Linked DNA regions of Pan troglodytes: region 2 is linked to region 1. The links are chromatin contacts, called in public Hi-C maps. All regions are on one chromosome and are shown on one strand. Each heading gives the region's core, a stretch centred on a gene start, on an enhancer-like site or on the middle of the called end of the contact. The rest is flanking DNA. Distances are from core to core; before and after follow the strand shown.

Evidence for each region. Hi-C and Micro-C count contacts between places; a contact is called where the count stands out from the background.
Region 2: a Hi-C map of stem cell-derived neural progenitor cells shows a contact between it and region 1, with 5 times the contacts expected there. The contact joins two enhancer-like sites. A contact is called at or near these places in 4 of 7 Hi-C or Micro-C datasets (induced pluripotent stem cells, a lymphoblastoid cell line and stem cell-derived neural progenitor cells).

What each region holds. Positions count from the first base shown.
Region 1 is chr21:43,501,393-43,509,267 of NHGRI_mPanTro3-v2.0_pri, reverse strand. No RefSeq gene overlaps it. Among named protein-coding and RNA genes, the nearest start is that of MANBAL, 22 kb to the left of the region's middle. Within about 2 kb of position 2,972, at least 14 of the 24 cell types and tissues checked have an H3K27ac peak or open chromatin away from gene starts, as enhancers often do. A contact at or near this core is called in stem cell-derived neural progenitor cells, where this site is marked.
Region 2 is chr21:43,618,885-43,626,759 of NHGRI_mPanTro3-v2.0_pri, reverse strand. SRC (SRC proto-oncogene, non-receptor tyrosine kinase) reads right to left here. Exons shown (of 15, transcript XM_054674765.2): 3 at 4,528-4,781; 4 at 2,737-2,836; 5 at 2,434-2,451. The coding sequence starts at 4,777. Among named protein-coding and RNA genes, the nearest start is that of SRC, 57 kb to the right of the region's middle. Within about 2 kb of position 4,094, at least 6 of the 24 cell types and tissues checked have an H3K27ac peak or open chromatin away from gene starts, as enhancers often do. A contact at or near this core is called in stem cell-derived neural progenitor cells, where this site is marked.

The DNA of each region.
Region 1 (7,875 bases), core at 1,723-4,222:
CAGGACAGCTAGACTCCATGAGTCATCGGGTGGTGGTGACTGGGGCTGACCCCAGGGGGACAGGAGCTAGGCAGGGAGCCAGGTCTCACTCAGCCATGGATTCCAGGTTCTGGGCCTTAGAAGAGGTTCCAGCTTCAACAGGGCCCAGCCACTGGGGAGTCAGGAGCTGGGGGCCTGGGTGTGGAGGCTGCTCTTCCTTCTGCTCTGTGGCCTGGGTGTTCAGGGACTAAACCAGGCAGGGTGGGAAAGGCCCAGAGAGTGGGAGCTCCAGGCCCTAGGGGGAAACCCCAGTGACTCTGCTTCTAGTCTGGAGTGAGGGCCGTTTGGCCCTGACTCAAACCTGAGTTTGCTGCAGTCGAGGCTATTAGGGTTCCTTTAACTGCACTGTAACCACAGAGGGGAAGTAAGACCATGAGATAACCTGGCTCTGACATGGGAAGTAGAAACTGGAAGCTGAAGTCCCAAGCAGGCCTTGACTTTTGCCTGTGGACACTCAAATCATGGGAATTCTTCTTCTCACTGTGTCTACAGGTCCTGTTGTCACTAAGATCCCCCAACTCAGAGATTCCAAGTGAGGGGGGTCCTCCCTGTAGACACCCCCTCCTTGCTGGTCTGAGCTCTTCTTGCCTGATGAGCCAGGCTGAGGGAGACTCTGTAGGATGCACTTCCCTTTTTTTTTTTTTTTTGAGACAGAGTCTTGCTCTGTTGTCCTAACTGGAGTGCAGTGGCATGATCTCGGCTTACTGCAAACTCCGCCTCCCAAGTTCAAGTGATTCTTCTGCTTCAGCCTCCCACGTAGCTGGGATTACAGGCGCATGCCACCAAGCTCAGCTAATTTTTGTACTTTTCATAGAGATGGGGTTTCACCATGTCGACGAGGTCGGTCTTGAACTCCTGGCCTCAAGTGATCCACCCACCTCGGCCTCCCAAAGTGCTGGTATTATAGGCATGAGCCATTGCACCTGGCCAGATGCCCTTTCTCCTGTGGGCTTTCTCCTGAGATCCTGGGGCAGGGCTGGGCTTGGAGATCACACAGTCTTCCCTATCTGGAAACATAGCTGAGAACCCAGGGCAGCAACGGTCAGGGAAAGATGGGAGGAGGCGCAGGTTGAGTGGCCGATGAAAAGGTGGCATGACAAACTTGACCTGACCCTTTCGTAGTCCTGGGATTTCACAGCGAACAAAGCCCCACAGGCAGGGCCTCTGGCGTTGGTAGCAAAACCTGACAACTCCAATGACTGGGGAACAGCGACATCTCCCGGCTGTCTGAGGCCATGGTCCTCCTACCTGATCAGAATCCCAGGCATTTAGACACCAGGGTGCCTAATGCCTTTAGAATCCTCACAGATTTTAGCCTTTGATTCAATTGGTCCAGAGTGGAGCCTGACATTCTGCATTCCTAACAAGCCCCCAGGTGCTGTCAATACTGCTGGTCTATGGACCACACTTTGATTAGAAAGCTTTAGAGGGCTCAAAGATTTGGTCCCAGGCATCCCAAGGGTCTCAGGAAAGGAGACAATTTTCTGCATATAAAATTATAAAATCACTCAACCACAGGCAAGGCCTGGGAGGGAGGATGCTTCTTGAAGAGATGGCCTCCAAGGGGGCTTTTGAAGTATGGTCATATCTTCACCAGGGAAAGGTTACCCGAGGATCAGCTGGGGACAGCCTCCTATGCAGCAGGCTTGGCACCTGCACCAAATCTACCAACTCAAAAAACAACCTGGTTAGTGTGCCTAATTGACTTGTGGCAGGCCCAAAGATTCCAAGCAAGGTGAATGTTTAAAATACTCACGGGCCAGGTGCAGTGGCTCACGCCTGTAATCCCAGCGCTTTGGGAGGCCAAGGCAGGCAAATCACTTGAGGTCAGGAGTTCAAGACCAGCCTGGCCAACATGGTGAAACCCTGTCTCTACTAAAAATACAAAAATTAGCTGGACATGGTGGCTTGTGCCCATAGTCTCAGCTACTTGGGAGGCTGAGGCAGGATAATTGCTTGAACCTGGAAGGCGGAGGTTACAGTGGGCAGAGATCACGCCACTGCACTCCAGCCTGGGTGACAGAACGAGACTGTCTTAAAAAAAAAAAAAATTAGTGCCGGGTGCGGTGGCTCATGCCTGTAATCCCAGCACTTTGGGAGGGTGGGTGGATCACCTGAGGTTGGGAGTTCGAGACCAGCCTGGCCAACATGGTGAAATCCCATCTCTACTAAAAACACAAAATTAGTCTGGCATGGTGGTGCATGCCTGCAATCCCAGCTACTGGGGAGGCTGAGGCAAGAGAATCGCTTGAACTCGGGAGGTGGAGGTTGCTGTGAGCTGAGATCATGCCATTGCACTCCAGCCTGGGCAACAAGAGCTAAACTCCATCTCAAAAGAAAAAAAAATTAAAATACTCGTGGGAGTAACATTTCCAAGGAACCCAGAGTTGCTTCATTGATTTGCTAAGTACAATCAACCTCATCTCTTCATTAAACGAGCTCTTCTAATGACTTTCCCAGATGCAGACTTTTTGAGAAAGAAATGAAGCTCTGAGCTGCCATCCAATCACAGGCCCTTCTGTTTGGGTAGGACCCTGTGAAGCAGGGGAAAGGACCACATCATCTCCATTTTACAGAAGAGGAAACTGACACTCAGGGAGGTTAAGTGACTTTGCCTGAAGCCACCTAGCAAGCCCACACCACTTAAACCTGGTCTCCTCTGACACAGTACCCGGGAGCACTCAGACACCTGCTGCTGCTGATGCCACAAAAACAGGCCTAGAAGGGCAAGTGGGGAGGGTCAAGAGAATCTGGGAGTCTGGGGTCCAGGCCTCTGGATCCTTGCACAGTGGCCTTGGACTGGGAACACTGCCATCAACCACGGAGGGGGATGAAAGCAGCTTTTACAAAGCAGGGTCTGAGGTCCTCAGACAGGCCCCCTTTGTGGACTTCCTTTCCCTCCCCACCCCCATGCCGGCTGCCAGTAGCATCGCCCTCATTGAATGGCTGGCTTGCACACACTGGAAATTTGCAACACAAATGCACGGCTTGTCTCCCTCTCCACAGAGCCTCACTGCCCCAGACTTTTGGGGCCTTTTAAAATCTGCCTTTCTCTGGGGTACTTTCTTTCTTCAGCTCAAGCCCCCAGCCCTAGATGCAGCCACAATCACTAATTAACGCTGGGTTAAAACACGTCCTGGGAAAGTGAGCTGGGCGGCCACCGAGGCATTCTCATCATCACTCGGAGGACAAGGACAAGGCGGTGGTGGGAATCGGTGGAAGGGGCTGGGTTTTCATTCTCCGGGTTCTTTCTGGCTCCCCATCCTCCCCCACCCCCCGCCCCACTATGCTCTTTCTCAGTGGGTTTGAGAATTTACTGCAAATAAAGCCTGTCACCAAGATGGCTCCCAGCCCTCCCCGCCACCAGGCTGCCACCAAGCTGCCCGTTTTTTCAGAGCTCAGCTCTGAAAAACTACAATAACTGCTACCATTTGCCAAGACACTTACATATCAGACACCAACATGCATATTTCTTTTTCTTTCTTTCTTTTTGTGGAGACGGGGGTCTCACTGTGTTGCCCAAGCTGGTCTCGAACTCCTGGGCTCAAGCAACCTGCCTGCCTCTGCCTCCCAGTGTTGGGATTACAGGTGTGAGCCACCGCATCCGGCCAAGCATATTTCTGGTTCTCACAACAACCTGGAGTGGTAGTTCTTATCACCTCCATTGTACAGATGTAGTAACTGAGGCTCAGAGCGATTAAGGGATTGACCTTGCCTAGAATCTCACATGGGGCAAATGGCAGAGTTGGTTTCAAATCCAAACCCATTTGCCCCCTAAACCTGTGCTCCCATTTTAAGCTTCTCCCTACTCCTGTCTGACGATGAACTCCTGGGTTTACATGACTTCTCCCTTCTCTCGATTCTTGGAACATTTACACTGATACTGTGTCCCTCTCTGCATTTATACTGATACTGTATCCCTCTCTGGATCTACCTGCCCAGGGTAATGATTCAGCTTCCTCCTGTAGCTCTTTGAAGACAAGCACTGTGTCCAAACACTCTGCGTTCCTCATAGCACCCAGAAGATGCTATGCAGAGGGGAGAGAGCCACCCCACTCCCCTAACTGCAGAAAAGGGACCAAGCACCTCGGAGATGGACAGCTAATCCAGCAAGCTCTACGTGGGCCTAATTAGTTGCTTAAGAGGGGTTTGTGGGATGAGGAAATAAATGCTCATTTAAGAAATTCGGGGGCAGACCCCCATCGCTGCTGGGGGGAAAGTCAATGGTACAGCCATTGTGGAAAAGACTGGCAGTTTCTTAAAAAGCTAAACCCTCATTATATGACCCAGTGATTCCCCTCCTAGGTACCCACCCAAGATTAATGAAAACATGTTCACACAAGGTCTCCTACTGAAATATTCATAGCAGTTCAGGCAGGGTGACTCACACCTGTAATCTCAACACTTTGGGAGGCCGAGGTGGGAGGATCACTTGAACCCAAGAGTTTGATAGAGAGAGACCCTGGGCAATATAGAGAGACCCCATTGCTACAAAAAAATTTTTTTTAATTAGCTGGGCGCAGCGGATCACACCTGTGGTCCCAGCTACTCAGGAGGCTGAGGTGGGAGGATCACTTGAGCACAGGAAGTCAAGGCTGCAGCGAGCTGAGATTGTGCCACTGCACTCCAGCCTATGTGACAGCAAGACCCTGTCTCAAAAAAAAAAAGTTCGTAGCAGCATAATTCATAGTAGCCCCAAATTGGAATCAACCCAAATGTCCATCAAGGTGAATGGGTAAACAAACAGTCATACATCCATACAATGGAATAAAAAGGAACAAACTATTAATACCTGGATCAACATGGATGAAGGTCAAACATTATGCTGAGTGAAAGAAGCCTGACACCAAAAAGTGCGTATTTTATTTGATTTATTATGATTTACTCATCATATAAAAGATTCCATTTATAGGAATTTCCTACCAAGGAAAAACTGTAAGACAGCAGATTAGGGGTTGCCTAGGGCAGGGGGCAAGAGTGGAGACTGAGAGCAAATGGGCTAGAGGGAATTTTTGGAGGGACAGAAGCATTCCAAAACAGGATTGTGGCAATGGTGGCACCACCGTATAAATGTATGAAAGCTCATGGAGCCATAGACTTAAAACCAGTGAGCTTTATGATATGTGAACTCTTTTTTGTTTGTTTTTTAGATGGAGTCTCCCTCTGTTGCCCAAGATGGAGCACAGTGGCGCGATCTTGGCTCCCTGCAACCTCCACCTCCCTGGTTCAAGCAATTCCCCTGCCTCAGCCTCCCGAGTAGCTGGGATTACAGGCGCATGCCACCACGCCCGCCTAATTTTTTTGTATTTTTAGTAGAGACAGGGTCTCACCATGTTGGCCAGATTGGTCTCGAACTCCTGACCTCAGGCAATCCGCCTGCCTCGGCCTCCCAAAGTGCTGAGATTACAGGTGTAAGCCACCACGCCCGGCCAAACTGTTGAAGTTCTTTAAAAAAAAAAAAAAAAAAAAAAATTAGAACTGGTAGGCCCAGGAAGGGCCTTAGTGTGGGGCAAACAAATTGGAAATCAGAAAACTTTTTTTCCTTTTTTTTTCAATAGAGACAAGGTGTCACTCCATCGCCCAGGCTGGAGTACGGAGGCACGAACATAGCTCACTGCAGCCTCCAACTCCTGGGCTCAAGTGATCCTCCTGCCTCAGCCTCCCAAGTAGCTGGGGCTGCAAGGAAGTCAGAAAACATGTTTGAGTCATAGCTCTTCCAGCTACTGACTAGCTCTGTGGCTGTGGCTGAGCACGTAACCTTCCATGCCTGTTTCCTCATTTACCGCAATGACAAGAACAGCAATTATCAAAGCTAAATTGTGAGCTCTGCCCTATGCCAGGTCTGCCCTTTATGCAATGTCACAATAATTCTCACCCGAGAGCCTCATAAGTTGAGCTCTATCACTCCCATTTTACAAATAAGAAAACTGAGATAGGGCGTGAAGTCTGTAGCACAATGCCTGGCACAGAGTTTCAACCGAGGCTGGATTCTGAGTCCCATGGCTTCTCCGGCCAACTCCGTGTAACCTGCATCTGTGCCCTGGCCCAGCGTCCACTCTGGGTGCCCAGCTCTGCATGGTCCCCACTTTGCATTTCCAGGAATCACCCCACACTTCCTGACTGTGCGAGAGCCCATAGCCCTGGGGCTCCCAACTGCTTCGTCTGCTCCCTGCTGCTGTGACCTGCGCTTTTTTTTTTTTAAATAATATTTAAGTTTTGGCCAGGACAACATAGTGAGATCTCATCTCTACTAAAAATAAACAAAATTAGCTGGGCATGGTGGCGTGCAACTGCAGTCCCAGCTACTCAGGAGGCTGAGGTTGGGGACTGCTTGAGCCCAGGAGGTCAAGGCTGCAGTGAGCTGAGATCTCACCACTACACTCTAGCCTGAGCGAGACCCTGTCTCCAAAAAATTAAGTAAATAAAATAATAATAATAATTAATTTAAAGCTATCAACCCATTTATTTTTATTTTTAATTATTTATTTATTTTATTTATTTTTTTGAGATGGAGTCTCACTCTGTCACCCAGGCTGGAGTGCAGTGGCACCATCTTGGTTCACTGCAAGCTCCGCCTCCTGGGTTCACGCCATTCTTCTGCCTCAGCCTCCTGAGTAGCTGGGACCACAGGCACCCACCACCACGCCCGGCTAATTTTTTGTATTTTTAATAGAGACGGGATTTCACCATGTTAGTCAGAATGATCTCGATCTCCTGACCTGGTGAGCCGCCCGCCTCAGCCTCCCAAGGTGCTGGGATTACAGACGTGAACCACCACGCCCTGCCTTTTATTTATTTATTTTTTTGAGACAGAGTCTCACTCTGTCGTTCAAGCTGAAGTGCAGCGGCGCCATCTCAGCTCACACCAACCTCTGCCTCTGGGGCTTAAGCTATTCTTGTGCCTCAGCCTCCCCAGTAGCTGGGATTACAGGCACACGCCACTACACCCAGCTAATTTTTTTGTATTTTAGTAGAGATGGGGTTTCACCATGTTGCCCAGAGTGGTCACGAACTCCTGAGCTCAGGCAGTCCGCCTGCCTCGGCCTCCCAAAGTGCTGGGGTTACAGGCATGAGCCACCGCACCTGGCCGCTATCAGCCCATTCTTAATCCTTGGGGATCTGGCCTGGCCTGACCACTTCGTATCCTGGCCAGCAAGGTGACATACCACTCAAGCCTTGCTTCTATGAGAAACATCTCATATTTGCTAGATGCCAAGAACATGGCTCAGTGCAGGCTAAGAAGGAGAACCACAAAATAGTGTTGCTAAGGGGACTCTTGGAAATTACTGGCTTGTAATTGTGACCCATTGAGGTACCTCAGGGATAGGCAAGGGGGTCTCCACTTCCCCCTCTTCAACCAGAGTAGCCCCATATTAAAAACCTGTCTCTGTAGGTTTCCAAAGAAAGAGTTTTGCTACTTTTTAAAAAATGTTTGGGCTGGGTGTGGTGGCTCACACCTGTCATCCCAGTGCTTTGGGAGGCAGAGGCACGTGGATCACCTGAGGTCAGAAGTTTGAGACCAGCCTGGCCAACATGGTGAAATCCCATCTCTACTAAAATACAAAACTTAGCCAGGCGTGGTGGTACGCACCTGTAATCCCAGCTACTCTGGAGGCTAAGGCAGGAGAATCATTTGAACCCGGGAGGTGGAGGTTGCAGTGAGTCGAGATTATGCCACTGCACTCCAACCTGGGTGGCAAAGATAGGATCCCTCTCAAAAAAATAGTTTGAAAGTTGCTGTTCTATGTCAACTCTCAAGTTTCCAGGTAGAAACTGAGGCCCGGAGGGTAGAAGTTTTTTTTCTTTTTTTGAGACAGAGTCTCGCTCTGTCACCCA
Region 2 (7,875 bases), core at 2,845-5,344, 120 kb before region 1:
GGACGTGCATGCAGGCGGGTCCCCAGGATGAGGTGTGAGACTCAAACACCTTAAATTCAGGTGGCCCATCTCCTACCAAGCCCCGCCCCCCAAATCCCTTTCCCTCTCCTCTCCTACTAATACCAGCCCCCCACCTACACCTCCCTTCTTCACTTCTTTTTATTGAGACAGAGTCTTGCTCTGTCACCCAGGCTGGAGTGCAGTAGCACGATCATGGCTCACTGCAGCCTTCAACTCCTGGTTCCAGCGATCCTCCTGCCTCAGCCTCCTGAGTAGCTGGGACCACTGGCATGCGCCACCACACCTAGCTAATTTATTTTTATATTTTGTAGAGGCCAGGTCTCCCTATGTTTCCCAGGCTGGTCTCAAACTTCTGGGTTCAAGCGATCCTCCTGCCTCAGCCTCCCAAAGTGCTGGGATTACAGGCGTGAGCCACCGCGCTCAGCCACCATCTCTGACGTCTAAGCGAAGGAGCATTGGAGCATTGTGACATGAGGAGGGGCTCCCAATCCACCCACCCCCATCTCCCAATCAGCTACCCCAGGGTCTTCCCTGAATGAGATTCCATCACTTTCAGGCCTCCTGGCAGCCCCAGCCTCCTGGCCAAACCTCCCCCAGCCCACCCTCCCCGGAAGGCAACAAGAGTGGAGGGAAAGGGCTGGAAAAAGGCAAGCATGGGGCTACTCTCTGAATCCAGGTGAAAAAGGCAGAACCAAAGTTCTCCGAGCCCTTCCTGCCTCCACAGCTCTGCCCCAGCTGTCACCCCAGTCTGAGACGCTTGGTAGAGACTCCACCAGGACTTCAGAGCCATCCTGCTGACGCCCCTCCCCTGCACGGGCCTCTCCCTCCTGTGGCCTCTGCTGCACCTCCACTGAGCCTTCCTGAAAGGATCATGGGTCGGAGGGCCAGCCTAGTCTTCCAGCTCTGCCACTACTAGCCATGTGACCTTGGGTAAGTTATTTCACCTCTTTGGGCCTCAGTTTCCTCATCTGTAAAATGGTGCAAGTAAGACTTCCCATTTCTCGAGGCTATGGTGATGCGTAAATAAAATAACGCAACTTCAAGCACTCAGCACAGGGCCCAGCTCACACAGAGAGCACAAGAAATGGTGACGTTGTCACTGCTGTTCATTCATCCTGTTCACCATCACCTGCTGGGCACCCGCCACTGTGCTGAGTTACAGGTGCTATGGGGACCCAGAAGTGAGGTGCACCAGAGAGCCACCCTCCAGCAGCTCCCAGTTTAGGGGGGAAGCAGACACAAACAGCTGGTGACAATAAGGAAACTGTAGCTTCGCACCAGGACTCGGCCATGCAAGGGGGGAGGCGGAGCCGGGAGAGCCCCCCCTCCCACCCCCCCGCCAAGAGCAGGTTGAGGAGGGCAGAAAGTTGCTGCTTCGGTTCCAATCCTGGCTTTGCTACTTGGCAGCTGTGTGACCTTGGACAAGGGCCTTCACATCGCTGAGCCTCAGTTTCCTCATCTGCAAAATGGAGACAGCCCCCTCCCCGATCACTTCAGCCCTGGCTAGAATGCAGAGAGGAGTCAATACAAGGACACAGGTGGAGACGACTGGCATGGCAACTGGCACCTCTGTTCCCCTTTGCCCCTCTGAGAAGGCAGTCCTGCACTGATCTTGAGCGATGAACAGGAGTTCCCCAGGCAGACACTGGAGAAAGGGCATTTCAGGCAAAGGGAAGAGCATGCGCAAGGCAAGTGGGGCATGAGCAAGCCAGACACGCTCGGGGCAGTGGAAACCCCCAACTTCCTTAGCCAGGCCTTCGAGGGCACCCAGGGATCGATTCTCCTCTGCCTTCTAGAACCTTCCTGCCTTCCACACCCGTGAAGGCGTCAGCCCCCTCCAGTCCGGCACCCTCCCGCAAGCTGCCCTTCCACCACCTCCACCTGCCAGATAACTTCACTGGCTTTCCTTCGAGGCCCTTGACCCTCTCAGTCCCTGTGGTCATCACCGGAGGCAGGTCCACAGCAGGGGCTCCAGGAGCCGACTCTGGGCTCGCCCACTGCCTGACTCTTGGCCTGGGCTGGGGCCATGTGCTGTCTCCCTGGCCACATGCTGGCTCCAGGGGGACGTGGCCAAGGCCTTCTCCACCCAGGCTATCCCCATCACAGCACTGGGTCCTGCATGCAGCAGATACTTGGGTGGGCTGACGGGGCAGAATGGGAGGGTGAGTGAGTAGGAAGGTGGATGGGGAGAAGGTGTGCAGGAGAGTGCAATGGAAGGGCCCCTGATCGCAGCCTGCGTTAAGGTCCAGGACCTAATCAAATTGGTGGAGGGGGGAGAGGAGAAGCTGGGAGGTGGGGAGCAGCCAAGAGAGCCAGAGATCACAGGCAGGGAGTGGAAGCACATGCAGACAGCAGCCCCCACCCCCCGCGAAGCACCCCACCCAGCCCGCCGCCCACGGAGCATGTACACACCTGACATCCACCTTCCTCCTAAGGGCCAGCGAGAGAGAAGCAGAGAGAGGGAGAAGCTGAGAGAGGGCTGGAGGGAGCAAGCGAGAGCCAGGGATTGGGAGGAGTTCCCCATGGCTGGGGGAGCAACAGCAGGTGCTGCCCAGGGCGAGAGTGCAGCAGGCGCCTGCCTCCACACTGCCCTGGGCTTCGCACTGCCCTCGGCTCTGCACTGTGCTGCCCTGATGCCAGATCCTGCATGAGCCCCTGCCCGCTTTGAAGTCCCACCACCCAGCCCTGAGGGGCAATAGGGAAGGGGGCACTCACGTGTTGTTGACAATCTGGAGCCGCTCGCCTTTCTTGAAGGACAGGTCTGTCTCCGTCCTAGACTCATAGTCATAGAGGGCCACAAAGGTGGTCACTCCACCTGCAGAGAGGGGTGGGGTGTGTCAGAACAGTGGGGCCACAGCCAGGGAAGGCATGGGCAGGATGGCCCTGTACCCAGGAGGAGTGGATTTGTCTCCCACACACAAGTGCTCAGCCCAAAGACACAGTCAGGTTCAGTGAAGATGGGCCTGTGCACGTGTCCACTGCATCCGTGTATCTGCGCGTCCCTGCAAGGGCGTGTGGGAGCGGGAGCATCCCTTCCTGTCCGCGTCCGTCCCCGGGGCTTTGGGCAGTGCTGGGTGCTGGCTTATCTGTTTGGTGCCTGTCTTGCTCTAGGAGCAGAAGTCGCCAATAACAAGCATCTTTGTTTTGTTTCCAGACCCAGGCACATAGTAGGTGCTCAAGAAAGAGCTATAGGCTGAACGAAGCGGTGAATGAAGAACACTGCCCCAGGAGGCTCGCTCTCTCTCTATAAAGTGTGTCACTCTGGGCACTCCTGGTGTCCAGGAAGATTTGGCTCCAAGTAACTGCCCCCTCAAAAAGGCCCCCGTACCCCCTTCCACCATTTTAAGCTACAGCCTCCACCTCCTCACATCCCCCAGCCCTCCCTCCCTGCCTGTTTTGCGCCTTCGCAGCAGCGCCCCTTCTAACACCCTCCACGAGCTGCCCTTTGCTTCCTTCCCCCAGGTGGGTTCTGTCTGCACCGCTGGGGCCCGGGCAGCAGAGGAGCCCTGGCCTGTAGTAGGAGCTCCACATATACTTATTGAACAAATGAATGGTGTGTCTGTGGGTCTGTTTCTCTCGCTTGGGCGTGCGTCTGCGTCTGAAGGGTCCATGCCTGTCCGCGTGTCTCTGAGTGTTCTCATGTTCTCGATGCACCTGTGTGTATCTGTCTCCTGGGCGGCCACGATGGTGAGATTGTGATTTCCAGCTGAGCGTGTGTCTGTGTCTTGTGTGTGTCTCTGAATGCGCTTCTGACGGCATGTGCGTGTGTCTTCAGCTACAAGTGTGAGGTCACCTGTGCATGTGAGTTTGTATCTGGGTACATCTGCGATGGGGATGTGTCTGCGGGTGTCTGTGACCCTGCCTCCACCCCGCATGTGTGCGTGTCCCTGGCGGGGGTGTAGCCGTGTGTGTGGCCCAGCGTGTGCCTGTGGGGAGAGTGAACGGGTCTGAGTGAAGGAGTGAAGTCTGCGTGGAATGTCTGGGGCACCGCCGCGGCTCTCCAAAACGGCCCTCTCCGGGGCTGCGGTGACCGCAGAGCGCCAGCAGAGGGCGCAGGGGCGCATCCTGGCGCGGGCCCAGCCGGGGCCGTCCGGTGCCCCGTTCCCCGCGCGACCCAGCTGCCCCTCCGCCGCACGTGGGCCGCGCGTCCCGACTCATCTCTGGGCGGACCCAGGCAACGAAAAAGGACTGGGCGCCAGGCAGCAGCAGGCCCGGTCCCCGCGCCGCCCCTCTCTCTGGGCCTCAGCGTCCCACTAGGACCCCATCACCACACCCCGCGTCCTCTGCGCCTGCTCCACCCCAAAGCCAGCGGCGGCGGCGTGGATGCTTCACAGTGTGTACGCCCCCCCCCCCCCCCCCCCGCCCCGCACACCCAAGTCACCCAGGGGCGCTACCCCTGGCGAGAGGAAGGGCCTGCGCAGAGGGGGCGACCCCGGGCACACAGCCCCGCCGCCTCCCCGCCGTGGCCCCAGGTGGACGAGGACCCCGCGCCGCCCGCGCACTGACCGGCCAGCGGGCCCGCCCTCTGCGGGGAGGTGACGGTGTCCGAGGAGTTGAAGCCTCCGAACAGCTTGGGCTCGGCGGCCGCGGGGGCGAAGGCCGCGCTGGGGCCGCGGTGGCCGTCGGCCGAGGCTGGCTTGCTGGGGGTCTGCGAGGCGGGGAAAGCGCCCCCGCCAGCGCCGTGCACGTTCTCGGCGGGCTCCAGGCTGCGGCGCCGCTGGCTGGCATCCTTGGGCTTGCTCTTGTTGCTACCCATGGTCCTGGCAGGAGAGAGAGAAGACACTGGAACTGGCAGGGCTGCCGGGGCCCCTTGGCCGGCCTCCCTCCCACCCATTCCACAGATAGGGAAAACGAGGCCCAAAGAGAGGCAGCAGGGCCGGGCGCGGTGGCTCACGGCTGTAATCCCAGCACTTTGGGAGGCCGAGGCCGGCGGATCACTTGAGGTCAGGAGTTCGAGACCTGCCTGGCCAACACGCGGAAACCCGGGCTCTACTTGAAAAAAAAATTAGCCGGGCATGGTGGCACGCGCCTGTAGTCCCAGCTACTCCGGAGGGTGAGGCAGGAGAATCGCTTGAACAGGGGAGGCAGAGGCTGCAGTGAGCTCAGATCCTGCCACTGCACTCCAGCCTGGGCGTCAGAGGAATACTCTTTTTAAAAAAAAAAAAAGAAAAGAAAAGAAAAAGAAAAAAATGGGGGACAGGGGCACCAGCCTTTTTGGGAGAGTTAGCCTCTCAAAACCTCGATGTCTTCATCTGTAAAATGAACGTAAGGATGGCATCCATCCGTAAAGGGCTTCCTCGGTCCAGCGCCAGGAACGGAAGAAATGCCTCATAATCAGAAGCCCTGACCTTACCCACCCACCTCCCCCTGAGTCACTGTTTCCCTCCCTCCTGGCAGGGACAGTATCTGAGCCACGCCTATGTCCCGGGCACCTAGCACATGGAGGGGGCTCATTGAGGGTTTGTTGAATGAATACGTGGCTGACGGGAATTGCCTAACGCTGGGGAAAGGTGCTAAAAGTGGCAGCCAAGGCCATACAGCAGGAGGTTTGAAGCAGAGATGGCTGGGAGCTCACTCCAGCCACAGGGCCTTCACACATACCATTCCCACTGCCCAAATGCTGTTCCCTGGCCACTTCACCAGGGTGACTGGTGCCTCCTTCCGTTCTCAACTCAAAAGTCCCCTCCTTGGGAAGTGTTCCCCAAATCCTTTCACTGGATCCCCCTGACTTCTGTCTGTCTTTGATAACATGTGGTCCTGTTTTGTTTTTGTTGTTTGAATTCATGTGGTTATGTGACTACTGTCATGGGCTTTTGTTCATCTTGTTCACTGCTGTGCTCCCAGTGCCTAACATGGGGTGTGGCACACAGTAGGTGCTCAGTAAACAGCTGAACGAATGAATGACTATTTAAGAGCTAAGGGACTTCAGAGCCAGAAACCTGGGAGGTCCAGAGAGACGGAAACACAGAGTAGACCAAGTTGAAAACTCCCCCTGACGCCCACAGTCCTGCCACCACCCTCTGCCTCCCATTTCCCCATCCGCAGGCCCTGGCTGGTCCCAGCTCCCACCCAGATTGGCTGGGATCTCCCCACCCATCTTGAGCCCTGATAGGGCCATCATCTCACCTGGTAGAAGGCAGGGGCTGTCCCAGAGGACCTGGGAGGCAGCCTGGGGTCTTGGCACAAACACCAGGTGTGGAGTCAGGGGTCTCGAAATAGAGGCCCTGCTCCACCTCTCCCCGCTGTGTGTCCCTAGGCAAGTGGCTTTCCCTCTCTGGGCCTCAGCGTCCTCATCTGCAAAGCAGGGATAAAGCAGACATCTCAGCACTGTTTTGAGGATGTCATTAGAAAGAGAAATCATAATGGCGCCCACTCTCTGATCACTGTTCATCAGGCTATGGCTCTAGCAGGCCCGTGCTAAGAGCCTCCTAGACCTGAAATATCCTTCAACCCTCCCAAAGTCTTTTCAACCCTCTCAAAGCAAGAGCGAGACAGGGTATGGCATGGTGGTGAGAGTGGGCTCTGGAGCTGGGCTCTCCACATCCAGATCCTGGCTCTACCCCTAAATAGCTGTGTGACCTTAGGCATGTGACTTAACTTCTCTCTGTGCCGTTTCCTCACCTGTAACGATGGGGTCATTGTGATAAATGCACAAGACACTGTAGGGTGCTAGGGGCATCACAGGTCACCCTGCACCTCAGCCGTTATTGATATTGTGTAATTCTGGACACACCAGGGAGGCAGGTTCCGATTATTCTTTGGGGAGGCAGAAGGCCTGGGAATCGGTCCAGAATTTCCTCTGAGAACCCATGAGTGGGGAAAAGGCCCCCTGACTGGCTGGGTCCTCGGGCAAGGCTGTTTGCCCTGAGCGCCCAGCCCAGCTATGAGACGCCCCCTGCCTGTGTGAATTTCAGCCTGTCCCCTGTGCCCCTGGGGCCTCAGGCTACCCAGCTGCACAATGGGGGTATGGTTTGCATGCTCCCTGGGGACCACCCAGCTCAGAGAATGTGGGGTTGGGGAGGCCCTGGGGAGACCTGCTGAAGAGCTCAAGGGATTACCATGGTCTCCTGAGGGACAAGTCAATGGACCTGGGGACAGGTCCAAAGTCAGTTTCTATGGCAACCTATTCCATTGAGGTCACGATACCCATCAGCACTCACCCAGCTGGTGTCCCACAAGAACTGCTGACCTGGTTACCTGCAGCCCAAGGCTTGATGGGGGCCCAACCAGCCCGCCCCCTAGCCACTTGCTTCCTGGTGCAGCATTTATAGTACCTACTAGCAGGCCCTGTGCTCCTCACTATAGGGGGACATAGAGACGAATTAGCCAGGTCCTGCCTCAGGACCCCAAAGCAGGGGACTTGTTTATGAGACTTTAAGAGGAAGTAAAAATTAAAAAAAAAAAATTTTATGGAGGAAGAACTATCTAAGAGCCTGAATTTTCTTTAGAATAAAATAAATGTTGAGGAGTGAGCTCCCTGTCACTGGAGGTAATCAAAGATGGGAGAATGGGTACTTGGCTGATGTGCCATGAAGGGAGACAGAGAGCCAGGGCTAGACCTTAAGGGCCCTTCCAGTATCAAGGATACATGTCACCTCTTGGAAGGGGACAAGAAGAAAAGACACAACCCCTGACCCCTGCACTCACAAACACGAAGACCACTCCCCACTGGGGCACTCAGAAAAAGCATAACAGGGACCTTTAAGACGAAGCTAAGGTCCTGAGCCACCAGGTGCAATGTTTGATGGTTTGTGAGACTGTTTTTTTGGTCTTGGTGGTTGATCCTGGTGTTTGTGGGGAGGCAGACGGTTGAGGTTAAGAGCCGGAGTGCTGGAGCAGACTCCCTGGTTTGAA